Linked DNA regions of Xenopus laevis: region 1 is linked to region 2. Evidence: chromatin contacts called from public Hi-C data. All regions are on one chromosome and are shown on one strand. The core of a region is the stretch at or near the end of the contact, and the rest is flanking DNA. Distances in the headings are between cores, read along the strand shown.

Region 1 (3,688 bases), core at 979-3,478, 99 kb after region 2:
TCTACTATTTACATTCCAGTCTCTTATTCAAATTGATGCACGGTTGCTAGGCTAATTTTTTGTACCCTAGCAACCAGATGGCTGAAATTGCAAACTGGAAAGCTGCTGAATAAAAAGCCAAATAACTCAAAAACAACAGATAATAGAAAATAACAATTGAAAATTGCCTCAGAATATCACTCTACGTCATACTAAAAGTTAACTCCAAGGTGAACAACCCCTATAAAATTTGGTGATCTTGCTGACACCTTTGTTTGTACCTAGCTTTAGGGAGTCGAGATGTCCTTCTCCACTAGCAGCCTTTCTCATGCAGGTTAATGGGACACTTGCTACGTATGACAGATGCGGACACTGTCAGATGGGGAATGAATGATACAAATTTCTGACAACATAACAGATCCAGCACCTTGGCCATGTAACCCTTTCTGTGCTAGGATCACTCTGAATCTTGCTGTCAGTATACATGGCACAGGTGACAGGGCAGCCTGGCAGTTGCGTAGAATCGGTGATGACGGCGTATGCTGGTGCTGCAGATTCTATGGCAGTTAAAGGGTTAAATAAACAGGAAGCAGACGCTGTGATGTTTTTCCTAAGATCTCTGCAGTGATTTAAAAGCGCCTTATGTTGCAAAAAGCGGCCTGAATATACTAAATACTTGCAAACTCACATAACCAGTGGTGTAACTAGATGTTACTGGGCCCCACAGCAAATTAATTTTAGGCCCCCCCCCAAAAATAAATAAAGAGGTTGTCCTGTTTAACAATGTATATTGAAATTGCTCATAAATTAGGGCCTCATGGGGCCCCTTATACCCCCCTGCAACCGCAGGGTCTGCTTCCTCTGTAGTTACTCCTCTGCACATAATGGTCAAAACCATTCAAAGAAACATGCTTTTACGATATGATATATGTAAAACAACTGGGACCTTAATCCAGTTTATATTTTTTGTTAGTTTTACTTGTCCTTTGCTGCAGCTTGTTATATAATGGTCTTTTGGCTTGCCCATACATATCATCTCCTGCCTAATTACAATTTTCTGCTATAGACATTTTAATACAATATCATTACTAGCTGCACCCTTTCCAGAAGATGGGCTGCTCCAGAGTGAATCTGTGCAGCTGTGTCTGTGGCTCTGTCCCAATTTATGACAAACTGCCGAGTCTTTGTACAGCGACTTTATCACAAAGAAATACATGGAATGATTTATATGGAGTTCGGTGCTGTTACTCAGCAATGATCTGCAGGTCCAATTATTCATCTAGTCGGTAATGTCTCCATGTTTCTGTCTGCTATTTTAAAGAAACAGTAAAACCTAGAAATGTTTTAAAGTAATGAAAATATCATGTAGTGTTGCCCTGCACTGGTAAAACTGATCTGTGTGCTTCAGAAACACTACTATAGTTCATATAAACAAGCTGCTGTGTAGCAATGGCAGAAATTGAAAAAAAGGCTATATGACACAGGTTAAATAGTGGATAACAGATAACATTATGTTCTCAGTGCCAGATTTACATAGCGGACGCCCCTAGACCTACTGCTGTTCATCGCCCCTGTCCCCTCCCCTTTATTCACACAAATTTTCATCATTGGGGAGCAATGCGCTTAGAAAATTTAAACATCTATTGTATCTCCAATGCATCCCCGGTGTTTCTGAACCAATGTGAGTGTCGTTGGCATGCTGCCCCCTAAAATCCTGCCGCCCTAGGCCCAGGTGGCCTTTCCACAAATAGGGCCTGAATGCTCTACAGACAGGGGTGTAACTATAGAAGAATCAGACCCTGCGGCTGCAGGGGGGTTCAGGAGATATAGGGGCCCCATGAGGCCATAATTCATATACGATTTCTATAAATATTAGTAAGACAAGTCAACCTCTAAACATTTTGGGGGCCTGAAAAATAATTTGCTATGGGGCCCAGTAATATCTAGTTACGCCACCGTCTACAGAACTTATCTGCTGTGTAACCTGAGCCTTTTCTCCTTTGAATGGCTGCCCCCATTGCTACACAGCAGCTTATTTATATAAACAATAGTAGTGTTCTGAAGCAAACACCACAGTTTTACCAGTGCAGGACAACACTATTATATTTGTATTAGTTTAAAAAAAAAATTTTTTTGATGTTACTGTTCCTTTAAGAAGCCGGCATCCCGTAAGAGAAGTGCATCAGCGGGTCTGTAGTACAGTTTGGGCGCAGAAAGTGGATCACAGAGGCCCTGCTGCTTAAGAGATTTTCTCCATAGGGGTCCAAAGCTTTCCTGCAGTTGCAGTCCAGTGCTGTCGCCGGCTCCCTATTGATGGGAGAAAAGTGCCATCATGTGGCCATACTGAAGCTTTACATGTCACACTGCTATGATTAAAAAAAATAACAAAAAGGTGGTATAAAAGTGATACAGTTATCCAAAGCTTTCACAGACTTAAACCCATATGCAGTATATTAAGGGTAGGACTACATGGCCGACTTGGATGCGTTTTTGTCGGAATCTGATGCTGGGTGACAAAACGCCCAGCGTCGGATCAGATGATAACGCATCCAAGTTGGCCGTGTAGTCCTACCCCATGGCTTCAAAAACACAATGGACTGATCCTCCCAACATCGAGGCAAAGAACATATTCCTGTATATGGAACAAAAAAGAAAAGGTGAAGAGTCCAATCCATATGCAGCACCCAGACCTTGAGAATTAATGAATAAAAAAGCAGCGAACAGATGAATTGAAAGAGACGGTGCATTATGTTTCTTGATTTCTTTTTTTAAAGGGAGGGTTCACTTTGAGTTAACTTTTAGTATGTTAGAGAATGGCCAATTCTAAGTAACTTTTCAATTGTTCTTCAGAATCGGGTTTGTTTAAAAAACAATCCCCCCATGGGTCATATCAGCTGGGCAAATACCCTGCTAGTCCGAAAATGCCTATCAAGCCTTTCCCTTTATTAAAATTCCCTCAGGAAATAATAATACCGATCCAGAGGAAGGCAAAGGAAATTCCAACCAGATTGACTGCCCCGGTGGAGCTGCAAGGAGGTTAAAGTTTAGCACAAAATATTTATTAGACAACCCTTTCTATAATACAGTAAGATATTACATATGTTAGAACACAAATAACTGATTAATAATAATTGCCATTCCCATAAGCTAGCTGATTATCCAGAGAAAGGCAAAAAGGAAACCCTTTATGGAATCGCCACAAAGGGAGGGGGGGGAAGTCTTCCTGGCTTCAGCCTGGCAATATCTTTCTTAAAGGGGAACTATTGCGAAAATGAAAATTTAATATAAGCTTCAGCCTAATGAAATCACCAGACATCATGTCTCTACATGCAGAATTTGTGCAAAAGGCAGTTCTTTTGTTAGCACTGAAATGGGTTATTTGAGTGAGCTCTTAGGACACAGTTGCTTGGATAAAACCCCATTCGTCCGACTCATTTTTACTCCAAAACGTGGATAACAATTTGGCTAAAGGCTGTATAGAGAAAAAAAAGGTGCACCAACCATTATTTAATGTTTATGTGACACTTTTTGAAGTTTAGTGGCATCACATCAAATCTATAAAACTATTGGATACCTTCTGTGAATTTGTTGTACTTGCATAACTTTTACAGTTTGGTCACTGTAAGAAATGTGTACATACCAACATTTTTGTATGCTGCATACAATTTCTTTCCAGCAACTCAGATAAACCATCTGAGTCACAAGTGTT
Region 2 (3,856 bases), core at 464-2,963:
CTGCCATTGACTTCTACATAAACTCGCCAGCTTTTCGATATCAATGATGTAAACATGAATTTAAATGTAAGTTTTCCATTTTGGCCACGTGTAGTCTAAATCTGTTTTATTTTTCTAGCAGTCTGGCAAATATCTAATCTTATACTGACTTGAAACGGTCACTTTACCAAAACAAACAGCAAATAAAGCAGAAATGCATCATTTATTATCATTATAATTAAATGGGAAGGACCCAGACATGAGGTGGTAGTACCCTGCCCATAAGTACTTAAAATCCAGGGGCAAATATCTTATCATATCCTGACTTGAAACTGTCACTTTCCAAAAACAAATGGTAATTATAGCAGAAATTAATAATTTATTATAATTAAATGGGAAGTACCCCGACAGGAGGTGGCAGGACCGGACTGAGAATTAAAATAGGCCCTGGCATTTCAGGTACACAGAGGCCCAATCAGCCCACATAGAGGCCCAAACAGCCCCCACCAGCCCAATAAATACTGACTTTCTATGGGACCTTATAGCAGCCCCTCTGGCATTTGCCAGAACCCACAGATTGCCAGTCCGGGCCTGGGAGGTGGTAGTGCCCTTCCCATAAGTCCTTAAAATCCAGGGGCAAATATCTTATCATATACCGACTTGAAACTGTCACTTTCCACAAACAAATGGTAACTAAAGCAGAAATGAATAATTTATTATCATTATAATTAAATTGGAAGTACCCAGACAAGAGGTGGTAGTGCGCTGCCCATAGATCCTTACAATCCAGGGGCAAATATCTTATCATATACTGACTTGAAACTGTAACTTTCCAAAAACAAATGGTACAAAAAGCAGAAATGCATTATTTATTATCATTATAATTAAATGGGAACAGTGTTGGACTGGCCCACCTGGATACCAGGAAAACTTCCGGTGGGCCAAGGTGTCAGTGGACCCTCTTGCTTCTAACAATTTAGCCTATTTCATGGTCATTCCCTATTTCTTTATGGAAAACAAAAAGTGTAATAATGGAAGAATATAGTAAGAAGATATAAAAGGGGGAATAAAGAGGTTGAGTGTGGAGAAGAAGAATAATAGATTGGAAAGTGGGCCCACAGTCTAAAGTTTTCTGGTGGGCCCTTGGCATCCCAGTCCGACACTGAATGGGAAGTATCCAGACAAGAGGTGGCAGTGCCCTGCCCATAAATCTTTACAATCTAGGGGCAAATATTTTATTATATACTGACTTGAAACTGTCACTTTCCAAGCACAAAGGGTAAATAAAGCAGAAATGCATAATTTGTGTCCTGGTCTGTCATTGCTTATAAATAACAACTGCAGGAACAAATGCTAAATAATATTTACAGCGCTTGTGCAACTTGAGTATTTGCCGTTGTAGCCAGTAGTACAATGATTCCCTCCCCTCTCACTGTTCTGCATTACAGTATAATGGCTGGTGCCTGGGGGATATTGACATAGCCAAATTCACAGGAGGGCTGTTTACCTGTTGCAGTCATTAGTGTTGTGTATACAGCAGCCACAGTGCATATGCTTTTAAATGGATGTTCAATTGACAATTTTTTTTTTTTAAAGCAGGGACAAGTGTAAATCCCCATACTGAGTGATGCGTGAGCAAGAACAGATACAGTACGACTGATCCCGGGTGAGAAAGGGGTTAAACATCAACAAGAGCCTGTGTGCTGCCCGCCCACTCCCACAATCCCCGGCTGAGAGAGGGAGATAGGGGAGGATGTAAGCACAGCTGGGGACTGTGCAGAGCAGATTTGGGAGGAAGGCAGGAGCAGGGGCAGTGATTCCAGCAAGGAGACAGGGAAGTAGTATAGCAGGGATGCTGAACGCTGCTGTCTGCACTTAGCTACATCAGTGGGGAAAGAAGCTGCAACAATAAGGAGAAGCTGCAGGTGCATGTATGGCTGGTACAGAATCTGTAAAAGGCATCTGAACTCCTGTGTGCTAACAGGTCCATCTGAGCTGTGTATATGAGTGCTGTGTATTTGCACACATCTTTATTCAGGGGACGGGGGCAACCCGCTACCCGCTAAAAGGGTAGAGATCAGGCAGAGCTTCTTTCCCAGACAAGTTGCAGGCAGACACCTATGTGTTCCAGACAGTCTGCCCCTATGACACATTGAGCGAGACCCTGTATCCGGCGAGTGTTTGGGAGAAGCCAGTGAGACATCTGTCCATATTTTTCTGTGGCCCCGTGGGCTTCTGCTTGGGATCAGAATGAAGGATCGGACCCGAGAGCTACGTGCTGTGAGTATAACATTTACTTTGGGGGGGTGGTGGCCAATCTGTGGCCCTTCAGAAATGAGGGGTGGCCAATCTGTGGCTTTACAGAGATGAGGGGTGACCAATCTGTGGCTTTACAGAGATGAGGGGTGACCAATCTATTGGTTTTCAGAGATGGGGGGGTGACCAATCTGTGGCTTTACAGAGATGAGGGGTGACCGATCTGTGGCTTTTCAGAGATGGGGGGTGACCAATCTGTGGCTTTTCAGAGATGGGGGTGACCAATCTGTGGCTTTACAGAGATGAGGGGTGACCGATCTGTGGCTTTTCAGAGATGGGGGGTGACCAATCTGTGGCTTTACAGAGATGAAGGGTGACCAATCTGTGGCTTTTCAGAGATGGGGGGGTGACCAATCTGTGGCTTTACAGAGATGAGGGGTGACCGATCTGTGGCTTTTCAGAGATGGGGGGGTGACCAATCTGTGGCTTTACAGAGATGAGGGGTGACCGATCTGTGGCTTTTCAGAGATGGGGGGTGACCAATCTGTGGCTTTACAGAGATGGGGGGGTGACCAATCTGTGACCTATTAGATTAGGGGTGACCAACCTGTGGCCCTTCAGAGGAGTGGTCAGCTACAAGGTCAGGCATCTGCCAAATGGCATCTGTCTGTAAGGGGATGCAGGGAGTAGTTATAGTAGTTGGGGGATGCAGGGAGTATTAGTTTTACAGCTGTCGTCTGACAGTTTGGATAATATACTTGTTGCATTAGTGCTGCTAATACCAAAGACCCTGCTGTTATATTGACTCCCTATAGGTATTCCGCCAGGGGGGCTGCACTAAGCGTCCCTGCAGAAGGGCGTTATCTGCATGTACAGCACTGAGGACATTTCTGTCTCTGATGCACCGTGTGGCTTTAATGCTGCTGGACAGCTCAATAGATACAAACAAATGTGCCCTGAATACAAAATGACTTTTTTATCATGAGTCTCCCATAAAGCAAAAACATCAAAACAGAGATAATTGCAATCATTTCCCCGTTTCCCTTCTGCTGATGCCTGTAAGAATTACACTGGATGATATGATATCATCTTCATTATATATATATATATATATATATATATATATATATATATATATATTTTTTTTTTTTTTATTATTATTATTATTAAACTGGATTTTATTGGTTTAAAGCCTTCAGGTCAGGCATATTTAACCCTGTAGGTGCCAAAACAAGAATCTCAAAGTACGGCTCTGAACTACATGTCCCTGAATCCCATTTACACTGGGTAAATGATTCTTTAGCAAATCAGAGACTGCAATTTTCACTTAGTGGTCTGACCAATACCAAAAAAATAACTAGTAGTGCAGCTGTTCATTTGTTTTGCTGAACCCACAATGCATCAAATAAATAGGGAGGACAGAAAAATGTTGAGGAGATTTGCTGCACACATTGTTGCTCTTAAAGTCCCTATCTGTCTGTAGGAGATAATGGTGGGTGGAACACAAATACAACACTAAATCTGCTCGTAGCACTGTTTGCTGTACTTTCCTTTTCGAATTCAGAACTGCGGCATAGATTGTATTCCTCTTGCTGTATGTTTCTCCCTGACACTACCAAGG

The links. Hi-C and Micro-C count contacts between places; a contact is called where the count stands out from the background.
Region 1: a Hi-C map of the XL177 cell line shows a contact between it and region 2, with 7 times the contacts expected there. The contact joins the enhancer-like site here to the promoter of stx1a.L in region 2. A contact is called at or near these places in 2 of 4 Hi-C or Micro-C datasets (the XL177 cell line and the XTC cell line).

The regions. Positions count from the first base shown.
Region 1 is chr2L:41,873,598-41,877,285 of Xenopus_laevis_v10.1, forward strand. No RefSeq gene overlaps it. Among protein-coding and RNA genes, the nearest start is that of bud23.L, 12 kb to the right of the region's middle. Within about 2 kb of position 2,229, at least 1 of the 7 cell types and tissues checked has an H3K27ac peak or open chromatin away from gene starts, as enhancers often do.
Region 2 is chr2L:41,775,201-41,779,056 of Xenopus_laevis_v10.1, forward strand. It overlaps stx1a.L (syntaxin-1A), which reads left to right and starts at 1,714. Exons shown (of 10, transcript XM_018246182.2): 1 at 1,714-2,259. The coding sequence starts at 2,230.